Linked DNA regions of Sus scrofa: regions 2, 3 and 4 are each linked to region 1. The links are chromatin contacts, called in public Hi-C and HiChIP or PLAC-seq maps. All regions are on one chromosome and are shown on one strand. The core of a region is the stretch at or near the end of the contact, and the rest is flanking DNA. Distances in the headings are between cores, read along the strand shown. Region 1 holds the start of SRGAP1 (SLIT-ROBO Rho GTPase-activating protein 1). Region 2 overlaps SRGAP1 (SLIT-ROBO Rho GTPase-activating protein 1). Region 3 overlaps SRGAP1 (SLIT-ROBO Rho GTPase-activating protein 1). Region 4 overlaps SRGAP1 (SLIT-ROBO Rho GTPase-activating protein 1).

What was found. Hi-C and Micro-C count contacts between places; a contact is called where the count stands out from the background. HiChIP or PLAC-seq counts read pairs in DNA pulled down with a chosen protein or histone mark.
Region 2: an H3K27ac HiChIP or PLAC-seq map of alveolar macrophages shows a contact between it and region 1. The contact joins the enhancer-like site here to the promoter of SRGAP1 in region 1. A contact is called at or near these places in 6 of 47 Hi-C or Micro-C datasets (embryonic fibroblasts, fetal heart ventricle, fetal skeletal muscle and 3 more) and 2 of 2 datasets of contacts at active chromatin or transcription factors (alveolar macrophages and skeletal muscle).
Region 3: an H3K27ac HiChIP or PLAC-seq map of alveolar macrophages shows a contact between it and region 1, with 11 times the contacts expected there. The contact joins the enhancer-like site here to the promoter of SRGAP1 in region 1. A contact is called at or near these places in 1 of 5 promoter capture datasets (liver), 5 of 47 Hi-C or Micro-C datasets (alveolar macrophages, brain, embryonic fibroblasts and 1 more) and 2 of 2 datasets of contacts at active chromatin or transcription factors (alveolar macrophages and skeletal muscle).
Region 4: a contact with region 1 is called in a Hi-C map of embryonic fibroblasts, with 1.8 times the contacts expected there. The contact joins the enhancer-like site here to the promoter of SRGAP1 in region 1. A contact is called at or near these places in 1 of 5 promoter capture datasets (liver), 5 of 47 Hi-C or Micro-C datasets (embryonic fibroblasts, heart right ventricle and skeletal muscle) and 2 of 2 datasets of contacts at active chromatin or transcription factors (alveolar macrophages and skeletal muscle).

Annotation. Positions count from the first base shown.
Region 1 is chr5:28,297,972-28,303,722 of Sscrofa11.1, forward strand. SRGAP1 (SLIT-ROBO Rho GTPase-activating protein 1) reads left to right here and starts at 2,984. Exons shown (of 22, transcript XM_021091938.1): 1 at 2,984-4,010. The coding sequence starts at 3,944.
Region 2 is chr5:28,552,556-28,558,306 of Sscrofa11.1, forward strand. SRGAP1 (SLIT-ROBO Rho GTPase-activating protein 1) reads left to right here. Exons shown (of 22, transcript XM_021091938.1): 11 at 1,166-1,193; 12 at 5,070-5,172. Among named protein-coding and RNA genes, the nearest start is that of XPOT, 120 kb to the right of the region's middle. Within about 2 kb of position 3,201, at least 3 of the 83 cell types and tissues checked have an H3K27ac peak or open chromatin away from gene starts, as enhancers often do. A contact at or near this core is called in alveolar macrophages, where this site is marked.
Region 3 is chr5:28,536,473-28,542,223 of Sscrofa11.1, forward strand. All of the region lies in intron 8 of SRGAP1 (SLIT-ROBO Rho GTPase-activating protein 1), which reads left to right. Among named protein-coding and RNA genes, the nearest start is that of XPOT, 140 kb to the right of the region's middle. Within about 2 kb of position 2,134, at least 3 of the 83 cell types and tissues checked have an H3K27ac peak or open chromatin away from gene starts, as enhancers often do. A contact at or near this core is called in alveolar macrophages, where this site is marked.
Region 4 is chr5:28,448,780-28,454,530 of Sscrofa11.1, forward strand. SRGAP1 (SLIT-ROBO Rho GTPase-activating protein 1) reads left to right here. Exons shown (of 22, transcript XM_021091938.1): 3 at 2,657-2,819. Among named protein-coding and RNA genes, the nearest start is that of SRGAP1, 150 kb to the left of the region's middle. Within about 2 kb of position 2,737, at least 32 of the 83 cell types and tissues checked have an H3K27ac peak or open chromatin away from gene starts, as enhancers often do. A contact at or near this core is called in embryonic fibroblasts, where this site is marked.

The sequences.
Region 1 (5,751 bases), core at 1,734-4,233:
TACTAGATATCAGGGTGGATTAATAATGTAGTATGGATCCCACTCTCAGGCACTCCAGATCTCTCACAACTTGCCCCTAAAGAATGAGGGGCAGATTTTAGGGGCCAACGTGCAGCCACCCCTGTTGTACAGCTAAGAAAATAGCTATTCCAAGGGGGAGAAAAGTCACAGAATTAGATTCACAGTTGACTGTCTCCCACATTTGACTCATCATGGCTTTCTGGATTTTAAATCCCAGGCATTCTCCATATAAGATTTGTGAAGCAAAATATGGGGAAGATAAGGAGAATCTGAAGAGAAAAAGCTATGGGAAAAAAAAAATAAAGAATTGTTAATCGCACTGAATGGGTGGGTCTAAAGAGATCCACCAAGGAAAAACCATGAATCAGTCACATACTGTTCAAGGTTTGTGAACCTGCTTCACAAGTATAAAAGAACTATAAGTCTTGAACAGCAGAATGGCAACCTGGGAAAGCACACTTTGGAGGCAAGCAGATATGGGCTGAAATTCTGGCCCAACCAAGCCTTGACACATTTCCTAAGCTTCCCAGATTCTCACCTGTAAAATAAGGACAATGGTGTCCACTTTGTAGGGTTCTTGTAAGAATGTATGCAGAATGCTTCATTTTGTGGGTGGGACCCAATCTTCTGCTACAATACAAAGGTACCTTATTGAGACATTAACATTCAAAAATTTATTGACAGTTTACTGGGCATCATGATAAAGCCAAAGATAATTAATATGCTGTCTCCATTGTTTAAATAGCTTTCTCTCAAAGAAGATCAAGACTAAGATAAAAGTAACAAAGATAACTAACAGTCACTGGATAGGTACAATGGTCTGGTATAAGAACTTTTAAAGGATTATCTTGGTAAGTACTTATGATATTCCGAGGAACTAGGCATTAACCCATTTTACAGAGAAGGACATTGAGGCTGGCAGAGATGCAGTAATTTTTAATAGCTCACTGAGGAAGCAGCAGACCCAGGATTGATCTCTGGGCACCCTGTCTTTGGAGCGCATAAGTACTACAGTGATCTAGGTCTAGACTCAGCCAATGATTCATTTTCAGGGGCTGCATTCTCCGTTGCCAAGGTGTATTTCTCAGGCACAAATATGAAGTAAATTCCAGTAGCCCGTGGATGGATGATATGAATCACATTTAGATTTGACTACAATTATCACCAAGGTGAGTGTCTTGTCTCTGGTCTCTCTAGCCCCATGGCCAACTCATCCTTCCATCCTGCCAACAGTTATCTTTATAAAACATGCATATGATCATGACACTTCTCTACTTAAAAGGCTCCCTGCTGTCTGCAGAATTGTGTCCAAGAGCTTGGCTCTCTCAGTTGGCCCTCACCTTCCTTCTCAGCCTCTGCTTTGGATATTCTGGCTCTTCACCCTACACTCTTACCTAAGACAGCGCCACATGAAATTAGGGCAATCGAGAATTCTGTAGCTAACCTCCTCTGTGGCAAAATGGAAAGGAACAAATAATTTTTTATTGTTTCCTTACATTCTCTCCTGTTGATATAAAGTAAAACATCTGTCATCGCCTGTCAGGGATCTGGTATTTTTTTATTTTCTTTCTTTTTTTTTTAAGGCCACATCCGTGGCATATGGAAGGTCCACCTGAGCCACAGCAGCTGCTGCAGCACACTGCACCAACCCGAAGCTCCACAGTAGCCCAAGGTGCTACAGTGGGATTCTTAATGCACTGCGGCACAGCAGGAACTCCCAATCTGGTATTTTATTTGTTTGTCTTTTTTTATCTTGTCAGGGGCACACCCTCGGCATATGGAGGTTCCCAGGGGTCAAATCGAAGCTGTAGCCACTGGCCTGCACCTCGTCATCCACTTACACCATAGCTCAGGGCAATGCCGGATCCTTAACCCACTGAGTGAGGCCAGGGATGCAACCTGCGTCCTCATGGATGTTAGATTCATTTCTGCTGAGCCAGGACGGCAACTCCCCCATCTGGTATTTTAGAGGAAGAGGTCTTGCAGCTCATTTCAAACTCCCCCAGAGAAGGATGCTGCTGCTTCTCCTGAGAATGCGACCCTTTCCCTAAGGTGAAAACCTACGTCCTACTCATCCTTTAAATTCAGTTCAAATACCATTTCGCTGGGAAGCCTTTCTTCTCAAACCTCTTATGCGGTCCCAGTTTCCTCAGGGCTCCCAGAGTAGTGAGCTCCCCTACAGCATTATTGTACCATCTGTAATTACTCATTTATACAACTGTAGATCGTGAGACTCTTTAGGGCAGGGTTCTACTCTCTGAATCCCTAGCTCTTAGCTTGATTTTTGGCTTGCTGTAAGAACTCAAAATGTTGTCTCATGAATGAATGATGAAAGTCTCAAAGTCCCTTCACTCTTTAGATCTCACAGGGAAAACATCTGATACTGGACACGCCTTTGGACACAGCACTTTGATATATCAGGCTCATAATATTTGAGAAGGAAAGGTCCCTTCAAAACCTAATGACATCCTAAGCGTGACCTGTTCCCCCACCACACCTTTCCTGCCATCGTAACCACCCCCTTCCCCCAAGATAGGGAGAATATGATCATGATTTTTCTCCGCCCAGATCAAAGAGCTTCGCCCTTCCTTGATTCTTAACAGCCAAGACGTTCACAATAGACTCCAGGGTTTCTGCTGGGTTTGGTGACATCTTCGAGTGACATCTTTCTTTCGTGGAGACATCCAAATCTGGATCTCCCCACCGGACTCTGAAAAGAGCCCCACTACAGCTCCGACCGGCGGCCGAAGACAACCCGCCTGGTCAGGAGGGGTTTTCCAGCTGTGCAGGCTGCACAGCCCCGGGAGGCGCTGGGGGCGTCGCCCACGGCCGCCGGGCTCCGCGCGCAGGCCCGGGCTGCGGTTGGCCACAAGAGGCATCCATCTTCCCGGACGAGCGCGGCGCTTCCTCACCGAGCCGGGCGGGGGCGAGGGCGGAGAAGGGAACGTGTGGCTGAGCCCACCCCTCCCGCGAGCCCTGCCCCACCTCGCCGAGCGCCGTCCGGCCGCCCGGGTCGCTGCCGCCCGTAGCTCGCTCCCGGAACGCCCAGGAGCCGCGGGGCCGTGAGAGCGCCGGCAACTTCGCAGCCGCCCCGGGGGCGCGGCTCCACCGGGTGCGTGTGCGAGTGTGCCTGTCGCCGGCGGCCTCCTGGGGGCAGCAGCGGAAAGGGGGACGAGGAGAAAGAGGCAGCCTCGGCGCACGGTGGCCCAGGAGGCAGAGGCCCCGCGTTAACGCCGGCGGTGGAGGCACAAACTCCGCCGGGGCTGCGACCAGGACGTGTTCTTTAGGCGCGGCAGCCGCCCTCGCGGCCAGCGCTGGGACTTGCTTTCGGATCGCGATTCCTCTTGCCTGCCCGGGGCAGTAGCAGCCGTGTGTGCCCACGGAGGAGCAGCGGCCCCGGCAGCAACATCCCTAGTCCGGGCGGGACCCCTGAGCGCCGGAGTCGGTGGCTGGAGCAAGAAGGGAGGGTCGCGGCGCCCGCCCTCCTGGACTGACCCTGCCCGGCGCTCCCCGTGCGGGTTGCTAACAATGGTGCGGAGCGCCGGCGCGATCCCCGCGTCCGCCCAGCGGTGGTAGAGGAAGTGGCCAGCTCCGGGTGGGGTGGGCAGGGAGACGCCCCCTGCCACTCGCTCGCCGGAGTTTGCCGGCGCACCAGGCCTCCCCGGCCCCGAGCCCTGGGCTCCCCTCCGCATCACCGACGGCAGCTGGATCCGGAGAGTATGGTGCCAGCGCCTGGGTTAATCTAGTCCTCGGCTCGCTCCTTTTTTTTCCTCCTCCTCTTCTTCCTCCTCCTTTCCCTCCTGTCGGTGCTGCCTCTGGGTTCACTGCGTGTGGGAGTACAACTCTGCCTCTCCAAGGAGACTGATCTGTGACCCCCTAACAGAACTTGCCCATTGAAAGCAAACCCAGTAACAGCTGGATAATGTCCACTCCGAGCAGATTCAAAAAGGACAAAGAGATCATAGCCGAGTATGAAAGTCAAGTCAAAGGTAAGAATGGGAGCGGCTGCCCTGCTCCTTTTGTGTGCTTTCTTGTCATTGTGCTCTGGGAGTTGCATTTCTAACTTGGGGTCTGCGTTGGAGGAAGGTTGTGAGGGACAGCTAGGGTGCCTGGTTGAGCCACCCGGGGCTTCGTGCAAGCCAATCCCAGTCGCAATCCTAGTCCCGTCAAACCCACGGGGAGCTGGAAACTGGGTGGCTTTCCCCAGCTGCCAGCGCGCAGCTCCAATAGGGTAAACCTGGCTTTAACTTAACAACCTTAAGCCGAGCAATCTGCAGGGGAGGCAGGCAGCAGCAGTGGTTGTCATCACCATCATCCTTATTATTCTTTTTAAACAATGCCATTGTCACAATGTAGTTTTTTTTTTTTTTAAGGAGTCTTTTTTCTGAAGTCTGGACCCAAAGTGATCTAGAGCTTTATTGAGTGCAGGCAATTTTCAACATTTGCACTATTCGCTAGTTTATCAGGGTGAGTCCCCCTTTTATAAAATTACTCCCCCAAAGCCTGTCAGTTAAACCAAGCAGGCACTAGTGGAATCTGACTCTTCCTTTATAACGGGCCGGAATTCAGTGCCATCTTTCACATTCACACACGGGAATATTGCTTTATCATTTGCTGGAGGCCACTGGCATGTAAAATGAAGGTTTGAATATTTGAGTAGTAGTTTTAACCCACTTACGTTGCCAGCTAATGAGGGAAATCTAATTAAGGTTCATTAAACATTTTTACTTAATGTGCCTTGTGGTTTTAAAAAATATGTATTTCCTCTCCACTACAAGTACTTTGTGTTGCTGTCGAAGTGTTTTGTAAACATATATTTGTTGTTTTTTTTCTCCTCCTTTGTGGTTTCTCATGGGTAGCTTGTCCCACCCGTTGAGACAATGGATGGAGTGTTCAGATCACTGCTGTTCTTTGGAATAGTCAATGCAAAGTTGATAAAAATTGCTTTGTAGCCACCTGTGTTTGTACATATACAATCTTATGAAAGAACTTCAGAGAAAGGCGTTTCTGTACTTGCCTAGGGAAAGGCAGGAGCAGCCTGCGGGTCCTTTTGTGTGGTCAAGTTGTGAAGATGCCTAGAGTCCTTTGAGAGGACCTGGTGGGGGAACCCTCTGTCACTCTAGTGTGAATCTGGACGAACTCTTCATGGCCAGGGGCAAACACAATACGTAAGCCCAGGGACTTAGGTTTCCCTTGGGTTCACCCCGATAATGGAGTTAAGATGAACACTACTCAGGAAACAGATTTTTATCTGCTTGCAATTAAGATAATTTTATACTCGTAGGAACTGGTTACATTGACATGGAAGTTATATTAGAATAGAGAAGTAATTATTTGCTTAGAGACAGGTAAACTTTCTAATGAGCCTAACCTTGCTTTTCTTAACGAGTCCAACACAGCCGAAAATCTTGTATTCGAAGGTAGAACTCTCGTTGGAAATCACCATTTCTCTGTGCAGTTTTTCCACGTGGCTCTTTGTGGCAGGTCTTTGAAAGGAGGCAGTCTGATTTTCCTGCAACCTGGAGACTGACTTGCAGAATGTACTTCCAAGTATTGGTTTCGTTACTTCTGCTCTAAGGTCATTTGTCATGATCCAGTCCTAATCTGAAAAATTCTCTTGATTAGTCTCTTTCTGAGTATGAATTCTATAGTTACATGGTTACTTATATGCTTTGAGAGTAGAGGCCCTCTACGTTGATTTAAAAATCAATAAATGGGATGTGTTGCAGT
Region 2 (5,751 bases), core at 1,951-4,450, 250 kb after region 1:
AAGGGACATCAACCATAAACACATTCAAGCTTGAAATTAGCTCAAGTTCAATCATTTCAAAGTTATGAAGCATTTCATTTCTAAGGAATTATCATTAGCATCTTTGCATTTTAGCATCTTAGCATCTTATGTTTTGGTTTTCCCTTTTACTCTGTGGACATGAAATAGAGCTGGGCATGAAAAAATAATTCACTTCTTAATTAGTAAGTAAAATTTTAAGAGTAGTCAGAGTAAGTATTTCTATCAAGAACAGGATAATCCTGGGTTATGGGTCTTCTTTTTTTTTTTTTTTCTTCCTTCCAAATGTCTTGCAGCAATGCAAAAATACAGAGCTATTATTTAATAGCAAGCCACATAAGAACCTCATGTTTTAAATGACAGAGAGTTCTATGAAAGTCTTTTAGCTTACAAGTTGGTGGACTGTAGCAAAATTTAATGTCCTTGTACTTTAATATCTGCTAATGTCACTTCCGATTGTAAAATGCAACTTCTCTCCCTGATTTCATATTATAGAAAGAACACCAATTTAATCTAAAGGAAATTGAGTTTTCTTAACCCTGCTTGACCTGTCCACTTCTCTCCCACAAATATCTATCACATCATAGTAACTAACATTCGAATCTTGGGTGTGTTTTACTTATATTTCATCTTTGAATTTATGGTTAAGATCAAGCAGCTATTTCTTATTTTAAAAAATAATAATAAAGAAAACTCCCTGCCTCAAATTGCCAAGAGACATGTGTTTCTCTAATCCATAGAATGTATTAAATTTTATGTATAGGTTTTTTTGTTTTTGTTTTTTCATTTTTGGTCGCCCTACAGCAGATGGAGTTCCTAGGCCAGGGATCAGATCTCAGCCACAGTCAGGACCTAAACCACAGCTGTGGCAACGCAGGATCCTTAACCGACTGTTAAGTGAGCCGGGGATCAAACCTGCGACCCAGTGCTCCCGAGACACCAACCATCCCATCGTGCCACAGTGGGAACTCCAGGTTTTGTGAAATATTTACTTTGAATTTTTTTGTCTATATGTTGTCTTCATGGTCTCCACCATAAATGCGTAAGTTCTTATAAACTCTGCATCTTAAAATAAGGGACAAAAGATTGCCAAATGCATTGCACTGATTCCATTCGATTCGCTTACTTTAATTTTTTTTCCCTACAGGTCACAAAGCTGAATATATGACTACAAGGTAGGAAAATAGTTCTTCATAACTCATATTGTGTCTTACTCTCTTTTTAATGAGAAGCAACTATTTAAATGCTGCAAGAATGAACATATTTTGTTAATGAACACAGAAGATAGTTCAGCTTGGCAAAACAGTAACATGAAGTGTTTGGGCTTCTCACAAAAGCAAATTTGCTCTGGCAGATAGAAGAGTTTCCCAATGGAATTGTAAAGCTCTTTAATGAGCAGCCACAGTTTGCGGAAAAAAAAAAAAAAAATGGATAGGTTTGGTTTATCTAATCCAAAACACTTTTAAGTTTCTAGAAAGAGTCTGATAAGATTTTTGATAATTTAATTAACAAGCAATATTACATGCATATCTACTGTATCTGACTGGTTACTTCTTGCTCCTGCTTTCCCATATCTCATATACAAACTAGAGCTATGGTGAGTATTCTTCAGACTTTAGCTTTGCACCTGTTTGGTTTACTTTAAAAATTTAACTTTTAGTTCCTAGAACCATATTGCGTTTTCTTTTTTGTTGTCTTTTTTTTCCACTTTTTTTAATTCTTAGAAGGATTTTGAAGCTACTGCTGAGAAGGAAAAGCCTTTTTGGAACCAGATTCTGGTTTAGGTTGGGGAAAGTTTGTGACAACTTTTATTTTTCTATGTCAACATTTGTGCCACAGCCAGAAATTATTCTAATTGACAGCAAGATTTTCCATTTTTAAAGTGGAGTTCTTTTTGAGATTCTAGGCATTTATAACACTGGTGTTTCTGTTGCAATAATTGGCAAGTTGATTTTTAAGGTTCTATAATGTTCCTAAATAAATTGAAAAGAAGCCCCTCTTACTTCTTGGTGAACCAGCTAGAAAGACTGCAGCTACTGACTTGTCTAAACTTTGCAAAAATCCTGGGGTTTTTCTTCCCTATGTTAGTAACAAAGAGGGAATTACTCCTGAATAGTAATTATGTAGCTTTTTTTTCACATATAGCGTCCCTTTGCACTGTCAATTATTTTACCTGTTATTTCTAAATTATGATTAATGTCAGGCATTTTTTAAAGATTTTTATTTTAAAACGGAGTGCAAATATATACATTTGCAGTGAGAGCTATAGTTGCCAGACAGATTTGATATTCACATTACCCTGACTGGTACTTCCTCTCATCCATACTGGCATTCTACATAGGAAGCCACATTATCCCGAAGTGTGTAGCAGGCATGCAACCACAACGAGTTGTACAGTTCGAATGTTGAGGGAATGTTGAGTCTGTGCACCTGATGTGTACGTGGTAGAGCCGGAACCATCCGCACGCCAGTCTGCCTGCCAAGTCCCCCTGCCATGGGAAGTCCTTTAATAAGCAGTTTGTTGGTTTGTTTATTGGCTGCCCCATGGCATATGGAGGTCCCAGGCCAGGAAGCAGATCCAAGCTGCAGTTGCGACCTACATGCAGCTGCCCAATGCTGGATCCTTAAACCGATTGTGCCAGGCCAGGGATCGAACCTATGTCATGGTGCTGCCGAGACACCATAGTGGGAACTCCTCAGGCAGTTTATTTTCATCTGTAATCCCTCTCACAGCTTTAGAATCTTCACATTTCCCTTATCGTTGATGTGTGTCAGAAGAGGCAATTTTCAGGCTTTTTTGGAAGAAGACTCAAAAGACATACCTTCATTAGCCCCAGCCAGGAGTTACTCTGCATCTCTCAGCAATGCAGAAATAATTATCAGGTGCCATTCAGGGCTTTGGCTCCAGCTGCAAGATTTACTTGTCCCACGAATCAGTAACCAAACCAAACAAGCCTGTATTCCTATTCCCTCAGCTTTATCAGCTGCTCCAGTTAGCGTCCAATGTGAAGTTCTTTTGGACCTCATAGGAATAACCACATTTTCTAGTTTCTATATTTGATGCCTCACTATCTTGGGGCCTTGCTAACCCAGGAGGGACTGCCTCTTGGAGGGTTAGTCACTACCTAGAGATAGTAAAGGGTTGTTTACAAGTGCGCCTTTTGTATACAGAGCAACTCATCCTGAGCCCATCCTCTTAACCACTTCCTTTATCAAGTCTTCACACTCAGGCCACTGTTCCCCTTCCCCAGCCACACAAAGGCCAGGTTCCAGATAGCTAGGGATGGCTTCCACGCCCCAGAGCTCACCAGAATTACTCAAAGTAGCCAATCCTCAATCTACTCTGCCTTGCCTGTTCCTTCCCATGGGAACCACAAAAAAGGCTCTTGCCCACCTTTTCCCTCGCTCCTCACTGCCTCTGCCTACTGGCTGGTGACCCTGGTGCCTCCCCATGTGGCCCTCCGTGTAGTGGCATTCCCTCTCCTCATGGGAACTGTAAATAACAAATGATCTTTTCAGTGATGGTTGTCTTCTGCTGGCCTCACCATACCTGAAGAAAAATAAGGTCTCTATTTTAAAACAGTTATAAAATAATGAAAAGAGTGGCTGAAATCAAGCACGTGTCCTTGGTGGGCTGTTGTTTTGTTTGTTCATACCCACCAGATCCTTTCCTCTGTGAGTGGCACAGAATTCAGTGTATAAAAGCAATTTCAGAAATGTCAGCCGTGGCAGATAATGACTTGCTGCTTGGTGGAATTTTCCATATTTGCTTCTCGACACTTGCAAAGGCTCCTTTTAACCTCTCAAGCACTGTGGCGCCTCAGGTGTTGCTTGCTGTACACCCCATTGGTCGTGTGAGCCCACCCGCCAGGAGAATCTCAGAATTTGCTAGCAAGGGCTATATCAGCAAGTTTGTTCCCCTCCCTCTCTTGATTGCTTGTAGTAATATCTTATGAAGTTAGCCAGGTATCCATGTAAACTCTTGGGCTGTTGTTTCTAAACTGGTCTTTCTGAACTTTAATGAACTGAAAAAGGCAATTCTTCCCAGAGAGGCGGCAGCTGAATACGAGATTTTACCTGATTTCCAAGTGCGGTGTACTCCCTCCTACCAGCCTTCTAATTAAGGAGTTTACATTGGAACGTCCAGAGAGAGGTCTTGGGACTCTCCTTCCATGTACTCCTTTCAGCACAGTTGTAGAAGTTGAGTCACATAATCCTGGCCCTCTTTGCTCTAAAGGGAAAGGATGGAAGGGGCTCCCCTTCTCCGGTTACAGAGCAAGATGATGCAAGGTTTCAAATATAGTACATGGTACATTGGACATGCATATGCTAGAGAGACTGACATCCATCAGAGCAGACTGGAGATGCAGAGGCTCCAGCACAGAGTAAACAGGTACATCGCAAAGGTCTACACGGGTGCTCTACAAATAGTTAGGTGAGGCGATGAGCTAGTTTGTTTTAAAGAAATGACGACTCATGTGAGCCTGGACCCAGTGCCTTCAGAAATACCCTTGAAACAAAACTGTTTTTCATGTGTGACCCATGAAGAGTTGCTTTTGCATAAAATAAAATTCCGTAAATACCTGAAGGATATTGGGCAGATGTGATGTTATTTGCATTGAAGAATTATGTTGTACCTAAAAATATTATATTCAGTTTCTCCAACTGAGATCTGTCAGAGCCCTAGTTTTTACGGTCTGTCGTGTCTTCTGTGTGACTTGTAAGCTGAATAACACAAACCTTGGTTTGTAAGTCTTGGCCAAACAGCTCGCAATTCCATTGGGCAACGCTTACCGTTTTTAAAACAAACTGGCAAGCAAATGTCAGCTACGACATGCAAGAAAAGAGCAGCCTTATTGAAAAGCTGGTTTGGGTTTTGACACATAAGTAGAAGGAAATCAACGGAAAAGGGGAAGTACTGGTTTCCTCCACGGGTGGGGGTGGGGAGGGAACCCAAGAATTCCTGTGTTTGGTAGTTTTTTTGTGACCTATGGGTGTTTCATTGATTGTTTGATTTCTGCCATGCTCAGTAATTATATTCCCTCCCTTAGGCCTCCAAATGTTCCCCCTAAGCCCCAGAAACACAGGAAGTCCAGACCCCGCTCACAGTATAATGCTAAGTTGTTTAATGGGGATTTGGAAACATTCATCAAGGTACTGGCACCAGCCATCTGGGTGGCTGATCTCCACGCTTCTTACTATAATGGTCTCAGCCTCTCATAAAAGGAGGCAGGTCATTATGTCCAAGTCTGTCCTGGGGCTCTTCGCTTTCCCAGAAAATCAATATAATATTTCCTGAAGTCAGAGAGGAAAGAATATTTGGTTTGAGTGCCTTCAGAAGAGGGAATAAATGTGGGCATTATTATACCAGCGAAAGAGAAAGCCCTCTTTCTTTAAAAAAAAAAAAAAAAAAGCCACAATTTGTGCAAAAAAGGAAAAGAGCTACCTGATAAAATGTTTTGTTTCTCTTCATGCCAAGGAGATGGCACAAAGTATGCCTTTCAAGTCTGTTGTCAGGCTAGCTCTGAAGCACCATAAGTTTAGATTTCTCGTGACTTGAGGAATTCATTATATTGGATAAATTGTAAGACCCTGTGGTCTGTATCTTGTATCTCTGCTGTGTTTACTCTGTCTCCTTTTTCATCCTGTATTTCTGACAATGCTTCTAGCCGAGGACGAAGGAATTCCCACGCGAGACACCAGGTAAAAGTGCTCAAGGGAAGTGAGTGCATA
Region 3 (5,751 bases), core at 884-3,383, 240 kb after region 1:
TCTCTTGAGAATCGGCTGTGTTCCAGGCAGTGTGCTGGTTAAGCTGTCCCTGACCTCAAGGTGCTCCCACTGGAGAGAGAAAACCGAGCCCCTCTGAACAGTGTGGAGGAGGTGCTTGTGAGGAATGGATTTGGGATTATACTCCCTGGACCACTTTTAGAAAAGAGTCCACTCAGATGGATCACTCAGTCAGAATCCGGATGGGCTGCAGGAAAACAGGCTTTTCGGAAACATGGCTGAAGCCAAGATGTTGTTCAGAGAGCTCTAGGCAATGACGACGTTTGCTTCTCTGGGTTCAGTTGTATCATTGCTGAGAATGAAACTTGTTCAAAATTCATGAGACCCAGTATTTTATAAATATCCCCTTCAATGCAAATACATAGATTATTAGTGTGAATTCCTCTGGAATGATGACATGACCCCTCCCCAAAAGCAGGGGAAAGGGGGCAGCAAAAATTGGACTGTGTTTCCAGATCTGGCACCACCTTACCCAGCACTGACAGGGTCCCTGGCATCTGTACCCCCATTCAGGTATCAGGAGCAAGAAAAAGCCATGGCCAGATGCTCTGCCACTGCCCTTCCCTTCTGTGGCCTGTACTGGTAATAAGTTTCTCTTCCCTTGGCTAATTAACCATGGCATGAATCCAGTCTATATGTGCATGAATGTGTGTGTGGTCTCTTTCTGCTAATCTTGTTTCTTTCTGCCAGTTTTTAATACATCTGAAATGACACAGTGCTGTAACTGAAATACCTACAAGGTCAGGGATGGCAAGGAAGGAGTAGTTAAGTCGGGAGGGGAGGACAGGGCTTGGGGTCACCTTCACATATGGAGTGATGAGCCTTAAAGGATGAATAGGCCTGCAGCAGGTGCAGGGTGTAAGGTACAGGGGCATAACGTTATTGTGGCATATTTTAGGGGTTGAATTGTATTCCCCTAACCTTCATATTGCGAGGTCCTAACCCTTAGTACCTGAGAATATGACCTTATTCGAAGGCAGGGTCTTCACAGTGGTGATCAAGTTGAAGTGACTTTCCCCTTATTATAAGGACATTGATACTTTCCCCATATTATAAGGGTCACTGATATCCTTATAATAAGAGGAAAGTAAGACCCAGAAGCCAGATGGAGGGAAGGCAGTGTGAAGACACAGAATGAAAAGACTAGAGCCATCTATAAGCCAAGGAGGCAGGGACACCTCCTTCCCTCGTAGCCCGCAGAAGAAACCAACCTGCCCACATCTTGAGCTCAGACTGCTGGCCTCCAAGACTATGAGGCAGGAAGTTTCTGTTGCGGTACTTGGTTTCAGCAGCCCTAGAAAACAAACGCAGTTTGTTTAGAGAACGAAATTTCTTTTTTAAAAAAATTGTACCATTAGTAGAGTTGCTTTACAATGTTGTGTTAGTTTCAGGTGTATAGCAAAGTGATTCAGTTATGCATATAGATATACTCATTCTTTTTCAGATTCTTTTCCCATGTAGGTTAGTTTGGCGTATTGCCTAGAGTTCCCCGTGCTCAGAATGAAACCTCTTGTTTGCTCTCATAATGGTAAGGTCCTGGGAGCAAAAGGCAAAAGAGCCAGTCTACAGAAGCCCCCACAGACGTCTGCTCTCTGCCATCATTCATTTTGAACCATATCTCAAGAGACCAGGCCACCTGGACCCTCCTCCAGGGCAGTGTATTCTTGAGGTTTTTCATAATTCCTTGTCACATTCCTGGCCTCACCTGCAACCAAACCCAACTGTGTTTCCCTGTTACTCATGAGGAGTCATTACGAGCCTCATATGAGCCGTTTCATATTTGCCTCATTATATTCCCCCTTGTGACTTACTAACATGGCCCATGTGTGTCAGAAGCCAGTGTTATTCTTTGTCAAGAGCATCCCGTGGGATTAATATAGTCATAGCCATTGTGTCTGGGGGCTTCTGTCACATCCTTTATTTTCCTTGACAATTCCAAATTTAACTGTGATACATGCTTCTGAGAAGGAAGTTGAAAAAAAAGGAAGAAAGAAAAAAAAGCAGTATTGTTGAGATTGACAGGGAATCACATGACTGCTGCTGGGTCCATAGTAGGGCCACAGTCTGTGGCCTGTTACCAAGGGCTTGGGTGTGGCACCCACCAGGTCACTGGACAGGTCTCTGCCAGGCAGAACTGGCCCTGGGACACAGCTAAGCATAGCTAGGTCTAAGTCACAGGTCTGCTATAGGGTCCACAGCCAGGACCAAGGTCTGCTGGCCTGCCTCTAGGAGCACAGATGGCATTCCCCCTCTTGGTCCCTAGGTAGACAGGACTGTTCCTAGACCACCACTGAGAGGGACTAGATCCAAGTTACAGGGCTGCTTCAGGATCCAAAGTTGGACAGGTTGGCAGGCCTGCCTCTGGGAATACAAATGGGCGTCTCTCTTGTTGGGTCCCTTGGGCCGATATAAACTGCTTAAAGGCCATTGCTAAGAGGTATTAGAACCAAGTTAAGGGCCACTTTATTATCCACTGTTGGACCGAGGTTGCTGGGCCTGCCCCTGGAGCACAGTTAGATGTGTCTCAAGCCTGGTTTCTGGTCAAGCAGAACTGACCTGGACTACAGCTGGGCTTGTCTGGAACCAGGTTATGGGACTATTTTAAGATCTGCAGTTGCACCAAGGTCAGCTGGTGCTCCTCTAGGCAGAGACAAGTATGCCTCCCAGCAGGTCCCTGGGTAATGCGACTGTTCCCAGACCAGGGCTGAGAGGGACTGGAACTGCATTATGAGCTGATAACAGGGTCCACAGTTAGGACCAAGGTCAGCAGGGCTATTACTGGGGACACAGGTGGACATGACTCCTCTAGGGTCTCTGGATGGTACTAATGGCAGGACCAAGCCCAAATAGGACTGTAACTGAATCTCCAAGGGGTTGGGGCTAATTTGGGGTCTGTTGCCAGGACCAAAGTTGGCAAGCCTGCCATATGAGCAGGGGCCAGCTTTCTCTTATCAGTCCTCATCAGTCGTGGGTTCCATTGAGATTTTACAAGCTCCTATCTGGATCTCAAGCTCCCACAAATGCACTTTTGTCAGGACGGCTGCCAAATTATTGTTGCTGTGGGGGTGTATGAACAGGGTGTATGCACCTTACCGATGTCCCCTCCGTGATGATGAGTCTTTTCATTCAGCCTATAGATATCTAATCAGGACTTCCTTAAGGTAACTACTTTAATTTTAGTTTTTAAATCATCTTTAATGTGCTTTTTTCCAATATCTGTCCTTTGCATTTTGCATATCCTCAGGAATAATGACTAAGTCTGTTAAATTTTTTGCCTCCTTTTAATATTTACTCCCTCACGTGACCTCTTTAAAGCTTCTGACCTAGCACAGATCACTGTTGTTTCTTCCCTAAATAGTAATTTGTTGTTAAAGGGGGGAAAAAAATAAATCAGCATATTTCTACTTCTTGTAGTGGTGGACGGAGTCACTCAGCTGATTCTTTGACATTTCCCTATCCAGGAGGAGGTACATGGCCACGCCTGAAACCCATGACATAGGAAACCATATGTTCCCAAAAAGAAGAGGGTCAAAATGGTTTGAACAGAAGTAAAACCCAGTGATTCTGAACTATTAGTGCCCCTAGTGGCTTAGAAAAATAAACATTTCTCTCAGGATGATAATAACTTCACCCTAGACCTCAAATAACTTGGAAAAAAAAAATGTCCAACAAAGATAACTAGGTACATAAGGAGATAAGAAACCAGGAGTGATAGCCAGAAGAAATAACAGGCAGTAAAAATACCTCCATGGGAACCACATATTGGATTAATCAGAAACAAAATGTAAAAGAGCTTTTTAATGTCTTCAAGGAGATAAAAGCCAAGCTCAGATTTCATCGGGGCATCATTATAACCTATAAAGAGTGAAATAACCAATTTGAAATAACACCACACAGAAATTCTCAGAGCTGAGAAATACATGAACCTAAATTAATAAATCAGGGCATGGTTTTAACATCTGATTAGACACTGAAGACTGAAATATCAAAATGGAGGACAAAATAAATCATGAAAGAACAAAAGGATAGAAAATATGAAGAGAAAGGAACGATACAGAAAACACATATTGAGCGCACTAATTAAACTCCCAGGCAAAAAACTGATAGAAAAGTAGCAAAAATATTTGCAAAGATAAAGGCTGAAATTTTATCACAGCTTATGAGAAAATCACAGAATTCAGGAAGTACAAAAAAATTCTAGAGAGAATATATTTTTAAAATGCTTACCTGGGCACATTATGATGAAACATAAGTCAGAAAAATGCAATGGTTTGGGGTTTTTTTTAAATTTTTTTAATTATACTTGATTTACAATGTTCTGTCAATTTCCGCTGTACAGCAATGTGACCTAGTTATACATATATATATATATATATATATATATATATGCACATTCTTTTTTTTCACATTATTCTCTATCATGTTCCATCACAACTGATCAGATATAGTTCCCTGGACCATACAGCAGAATCTCATTGCTTATCCATTCCAAATGCAATAGTTTGCATCTACTAACCCCAAACTCCCAGCCCCTCCCACTCCCTCCCCCTCCCTCTTGGAAACCAGAAGTCTTCTCCATGTGCACGAGTTTGTTTCTTTTCCGTGAAGGGTTCTTTTGTACCGTATATTAGATTCCAGAGATAAGTGATATCATATGGTGTCTTTCTCCTTCCAACTTACTTCACTTAGTATGAGAGTTTCTAGTTGCATCCATGTTGCTGCAAATGGCATTATTTTGTTCTTTTTTATGGCTGAGTAGTATTCCATTGTGTTTACATACTACATCTTCTTAATCCATTCTTCTCTCAATGGACATTTAGGTTGTTTCCATGCTTGGCTATTGTGAATAGTGCTGCAATGAACATAGGGGTGCTTGTAGCTTTTTCAATGAAAGCTTTGTCTGAATACATGCCTAGGAGTGGGATTGCTGGATCATGTAGTAGTTTTCTATTTAGTTTTCTGCAGTACCTCCATGTTGTTTTCCATAGTGGTTGTACCAATTCACATTCCCACCAACAGTGTAGGAGGGTACCCTTTTCTCCACACCCTCTCCAGCATTTGTTATTTGTTCACTTGTTAATAATGGCCATTCTGACAGACTTACTAATCATGGCCATTCTGACCAATGTGAGGTAGTACATGAGGTGGTACCTCAATGTAATTTTTATTTGCATTTCTCTATTATTACTGAAATTGAGCATTTTTTTCCTGTGCCTATAGGCAATGGTTTTAAGGTGTTCTAAAAACTTTATTCTCATTTTGTTGGAATATAGTTGGTATATAATGTTGAGTTAGTTTCAGGTGTACCCCAACGCGAATCACCTATACGTTGTCTGAGAAGAGGATAAAGCTACTGATTTGCAGTTGACCTTGACAAGCAAAGGTAGAATACAACCTAATTGTGAAAGATAATTTTAAAAGTTCCTAGAAGATAATATAGAACAGTATCTTTACAGCCATAAGATATGAAAATATTCCTTAAATAGGACACAAAAAAGCAGAAAAGGGAAGGATTGGAAGATTGATTTCATTAAAATTGGAGACTCAGAGTTCCTGTCATGGCTCAGTGGTTAACAAACCCGACTAGGATCCATGAGGATGCAGGTTTGATCCCTGGCCTTGCTCAGTGGGTTAAGGATCCAGCATTGCCGTGAGCTGTGGTATAGGTTGCAGACCCGGCTCGGATCTGGCTATGGCAGGCTGGCACTATAGCTCCAATGAGACCCCTAGCCT
Region 4 (5,751 bases), core at 1,487-3,986, 150 kb after region 1:
CCCGATGTTCATTGTAGCACTATTTGCAATAGCCAAGACATGGAAGCAACCTAAATGTCCATCAGCAGAGGAATGGACAAAGAAGATATGGGGTGTGTGTGTGTGTGTGTGTACTCAGCCATAAATGAGAATAAAATAATGGCATTTGCAGGCAGCAACATGGATGGACCTATAGATTATCATACTAAGTGAAGGCAGGCAGACAAAGACAAACATCATATGATAGTGAATATATGTTAAATCTAAAAAAATGATACAAATGACCTTATCTACAAAAAGAAATGATTCACAGACACAGAAAACAAATTTATGGTTACCAAAGGGAAAGTGGGGGCAGGGATGAATTAAGAGTCTGGGATTAAAATATGCCACTATTGTGTATAAAATAGGTAGCCACCAAGGACCTACTGTATCGCACAGGGAGCTATATTCAGTATCTTCTGGTAACCTATAGTGGAAAAAAATCTAGAGAATATATATGTATGTATAACTGAATCACTTTGCTATATACCTGAAACGAACGCAACATTGTAAAGCACCTATACATCAATAAATAATTTGGCCGAGCTCTCTAAGCTAGTAAATAATAATTCCAGGATTTGAACCTGACAGTATGATCCGTATTCTGTGCTCTTGACCTGTGTACTATGGCTCAGAGTAGGTGCTCAGTAAATCATAGCTTAGCTGCCACTGCTGTTATTGTTGTTGTACTGTTACCCTTATACTATTAAGGCAATAATAAGTGTTTATTCATTGAATGAAATAATGTTTATTGAATTCTGGCCATGGGTAGGGCCCTGAGGATACAACAGAGTAGGAAATGTTCTCGAAGAATTTATGGGTTACTTCAGCATCAAGGACATGCATAAAAGTTAATGTAAGGTAACATTTGCCTCTTGGGCTGAGCGGTTAGAGACTGACAGTAGTAGGCCTTCAATATTCTGCCATAGAACCACTGCTCTTGCCTGATGGCTTTGAGAGAATAGGAGGGTTCTCTAGGTAGGGGGTGTAATTCTTACTGTGCCAGCTGGGAGAATGGGAGACTTCTGTCATGGGTACAAGTGCCAGGATGCTAGATCAGAGGTTTCTTCCCTTACACCCATGCCTACGTCTCTGGGCTATGTCCTCTTTCTTCTAGAGGAGGTTTGACTTAATGCAGCATTAAATCCCAAATCTGAGGGACTTACAGGCTGAAAGACCTTATTTAATAATTTCTTTTCTAATTTAATTAATATTCAGAATCATAAATCATGAGTAGTAGAATAATATGTCTCATAAAATAGCATTAATGTCCCTGAGTTAGGGTAAACATTCGGTGTCTTTCTGCCATTTTAGAGTTAGGTTTTAAAGAAAAAAAAAAAAAACAAAAAAAAACACAGTGCCTTTTTTTTTTTTTTTTTTTTTTTTTTTTTTTTTTTTTTTAAAGCAGTAACATCTGTTGGTCACTGCTTTTGTTTGGAGTTTTTCTTTAAGATTTTTTACGAGTTCTTTTGTGGTTTATATTCACATGTCACTTTATTATCTAGAATAAAACAAGGAGTGGTTACAGATCTGAAAGAGCTTAATTGGTTTTGAAAGGACATGTGACAAGTCCTAAGCCAGTCAACTTCTTGGTTCCTTTTTTTTTTTTTAAATTTTTTTAGTATAGTTGATTTACGATGTTCTGTCAATTTCTGCTGCACAGCAAAGTGACCCAGTTATACATTTACATATTCTTTTTCTCACATTATCCTCCATGACATTCCATCACAAATGATCAGATATATAGCTCCCTGTGCTATACAGCAGGATCTCATTGCTTATCCACTCCAAATGCAACAGTTTGCAGCTACTAGCCCCAAACTTCCAGTCCCTCCCTCTCTCTCTTCACAACAACAAGTCTGTTCTCCATGTCCGTGAGTTTGTTTCTTTTCTGTAGATAGATTCATTTGTGTTGTATATTAGATTCCAGATATAAGTGATAGCATATGGTATTTGTGGTATTTGTCTTTCTCCTTCTGACTTACATCCCTTAGTATGAGAGCCTCTGGTTCCGTCCATGTTGCTGAAAATGGCATTATTTTGTTCTCCTTTGTGGCTGAGTCTGTTCAGGAGACTCGAGCCAGGGCTCCAAAGTCCTGCTGCCCAGGAACACTTCTGGGGAGGCTGGAGGTTATGTATCAGGGCATTAGTAAATCATCCAGAAATTTATGTTCCATGGAAAGTATACCTAGCCAGATCTCTTTTCCAACAACAGACTGGCCATTCAAAGCAGGCTTTGTGTTCAGTGGTAAACCACAGTCTGCCTGCGAGACAGCAGTCAATAGATTGTTATGTAAACATAAACTGCTTTCTCCACTGGGGTGTTTAAAGCTAAAGGCCTGCCAGAGTCCTTGGTATGTTCGGTCTCATAGCCCTCGTCAGGAGTGTGGGTTTGGACTGGTTGGTCTTGGTCCAAGTTTTTTCTTCCAAGGCCAGGGAGTTGCTGGCTTGGTGCCATCCCAGCCTGGAAAGCCCTTCTTCTGGCTGTGGAGTGTCTCGCTCTGAGCCATGCCCAGAGTAGAGAGAACAGGGACAATGTCTGTCTGTTGCGGCTTCTAGCTTGCTGCGGTGACTTCCATCAGCAGAGTGGGGCAGCTCTGAAATTGACAGTGATTCTCTTTTCTTCCCTTCTTAGGAAGGACCAGAACTTGTTGTCTCCAGTGAACTGCTGGTATTTGCTCCTGAACCAAGTGAGGAGAGAAAGCAAAGATCACGCCACCTTGAGTGACATATATCTGAACAATGTGATTATGCGGTTCATGCAGATAAGTGAGGATTCCACTAGGATGTTTAAAAAGGTATGTGCCATCATTCCTTCCAGAGTATGCCTTCCTGTAACCGCCTGCCCGTAACCAAGCCTGAGAGGGCTCTGCTGCCTTCATTACTTAATTGTAGTCCTTTAATACTAGGTTCAAAAAATAAATGGGAGTTCCCACTGGGGCTCAGCAGGTTAAGAAACCAATATAGTGTCCGTGAGGATGCAGGTTCAATCCTGGCCTTGCTCAGGGGTTAAGGATCCAGCGTTGCCATTGCTGCAGGTCATGTTGTAGGTCACAGTTGCGGCTCAGATCCAGTGTTGCCTTGGCAGGTGGTGTAGGCTGGCAGCTGCAGCTCCAGTTCGACCCCTAGCCTGGGAATTTCCATATGCCGCAGGTACAGCCTTCAAAGAATAACTAAATAAACAAACAAACGGATATTTTAAAGGCACAGAATAAAAAGTTAAAACCGAGTAGGCATTCTCATAGAGTTGCAAAGCACTGAACCTGTGCCCTGAGCAATGTGAGCAGAATCTTGAAATGAGACGTTACCTGCAAATTGCACCTCTGTTCTCAGGAACAGACTGCCTGTAGTTATAAAAGAATCAGACCAGAGAGGAAAAGCTTTAAGTTCTGTGTTTGGGGCTCACACACGATCAGAGAGAGACTTGTGAAGAATAAGATAACCAGATGGACGGCTCTCTTGGGGAAAATGTTATTATAGTTTCTTTCTCACCCCCACCAACTAGCTGTGAGAGAGTGATATGAAAAAAATTCCACAGGGCACGGAAAATTCAATCCCTTACATGACATGCCAGAGAGCTTCCTCCTTCCCAAATCCCCTTAAAAAAAAAAAAAAAAAAAAAAGGAACTGGGCTTTAAGGCTTCTTATCATGGTTATAAGTCTCAGCCAGCTCACAGCAATTTTTTTTTGTTGTTTGGACATTTTTGTTGAGAACAATAACAAAATTGGACCATTTCCTGTGTAGAGAATGCAGCTACTTTCCCGATGAGACTGGCTTTCGGTTTTTATGTTTATGGGACAAGGGTTCTCCCCACCTCCTCAGCTTCATACCAGTGGTGTTTGGTGCCTGTGTCAATATCTGTATCTCTACTCAGTAAGTGATTATTAGTTTCGGAAAGTGGGGGGAAAACCACCTTGTAGATTAACAACATATTTATATTTCAAAAAGACCCCTTAAAACAAAGATGTAGTGTTATGCACGCCAGCTGGGAGATTTTGTAGTCATGTTTGATATTTCCACATTCGATTTGATTTCTAACCTAAAAATGGAATTTAGCAAACTCTTCAGCTGTCTTTTGCTTTGTTAAATGGGGGGGGGGGAGGGGGTTCAAACAAAAGGAGAAATTTTTTTAAAATTTGGAAGGACACGTTAATTAACAAGAAGGAGTGCCCGTTGTGGCTCAGTGGGTTAAGAACCCCACATGGTCTCTGCAAGGATGTAGGTTTGACCCCTGGCCTCGCTCAGTGGGTTAAGGATCCGGTGTTGCTACAAGCTTTGACGTAGGTTGCAGATGTGGCTTGGATCCAGTGTTGCTGTGGCTGTGGTGTAGCCCTCAGCTGCAGCTTCAATTTGACCCCTAGCCTGGGAACTTCTATATGCCACAGGGGTGGCCATAAAAAGAAAATTTTTTTAAAAAGAAGAGGAAGAAAAGAGACATAGCCTATGTGTCTTAAAACAGAGGTTAAATAATAGTTTAGACTGAGCCATGAAAGTGAAGAAATTTTCTCGTGTGTCAGCCAAGACCTCATTTGGACTTTTTTTTAAATTTTATTTTATTTTTCCTGCTGTACAGCATGGGGATCAAGTTATTCTTACATGTATACATTTTTCCTCCCACCCTTTGTTCTGTTGCAATATGAGTATCTAGACATAGTTCTCAATGCTACTCAGCAGGATCTCCTTGTAAATCTATTCTAAATTGTGTCTGATAAGCCCAAGCTCCCGATCCCTCCCACTCCCTCCCTCTCCCCCACGGCAGCCACAAGTCTATTCTCCAAGTACATTTGGACTTTTTGGATCTCATCTTCGATGAGCAGGAGATGGTGTTAGATCTTGGAAAGGCTACTTTCATGAAGAAAACCTAGTCCTCCTATTCAGGGAGGTCACAGATTATCCGAATTTGTGTGGTGCTCTGTGATGCTTCCCAGTCTTGGGGATGCTGGCAACCTTTCAGCCAGGGCCTCTGGGACCAGCCCCTCCATTGAGTTCATTTATGTATCCATTCAACAAAACATCTCTAAAATCCAGGCTGGGAAGCAGAGTTAAAAGACACTTCCTGCCTACAAAGAATCCATTACGGTAATTAACAGGTACCCCCGCTAAGTTATAGAAGCTTGAAGGCTAGAGATCTTAACCTTACTGAGGGGCCAGGAAATTCTTCACTTGGAGCAGGACCAGTAGGAGCAGAGGGTGGTCATCAAGCAGACAAGGACAACTATTCCAGGGAAAGCAGAGATGTCCAGGGAAGGGAAAGATGTTGGTGTGACTGGACCAGGGGTTGTATGGGAGTGGCTGAGTGATGGGGTGTGAGCCCAGAAAGGACAGCCATGTAAAAAGGGACTTTGGGAGTTCCCATTGTGGATCAGTGGGTTAAGGACCTGACGTTGTCTCCATGAGGATGCAGGTTTGATCCCAGGCCTCGCTCAGTGGGTTAAGGGTCCAGCGTTGCCCCATGCTGTGGCGTAGGTTGCAGACGCGGCTCAGATCTGGTGTTGCTGTGGCTGTGGTGTGGGCCGGCAGCTGCAGCTTCAATCGGACCCCTAGCCTGGGAGCATCTATATGCTGGAGGTGTGGCCATTAAAAAAGGTGGGGAGAGGGATTTTGTATGTCTCGCTCAGATGTAAGGATTTGTGTTTTGTACATCAAAGTCAAGGTCTTCTTTAAGTTGATGGGAACTTAGGGCTGAGAGTCAAATGGATTTGGATATGAATCCCAAGTCTTGTACCTTT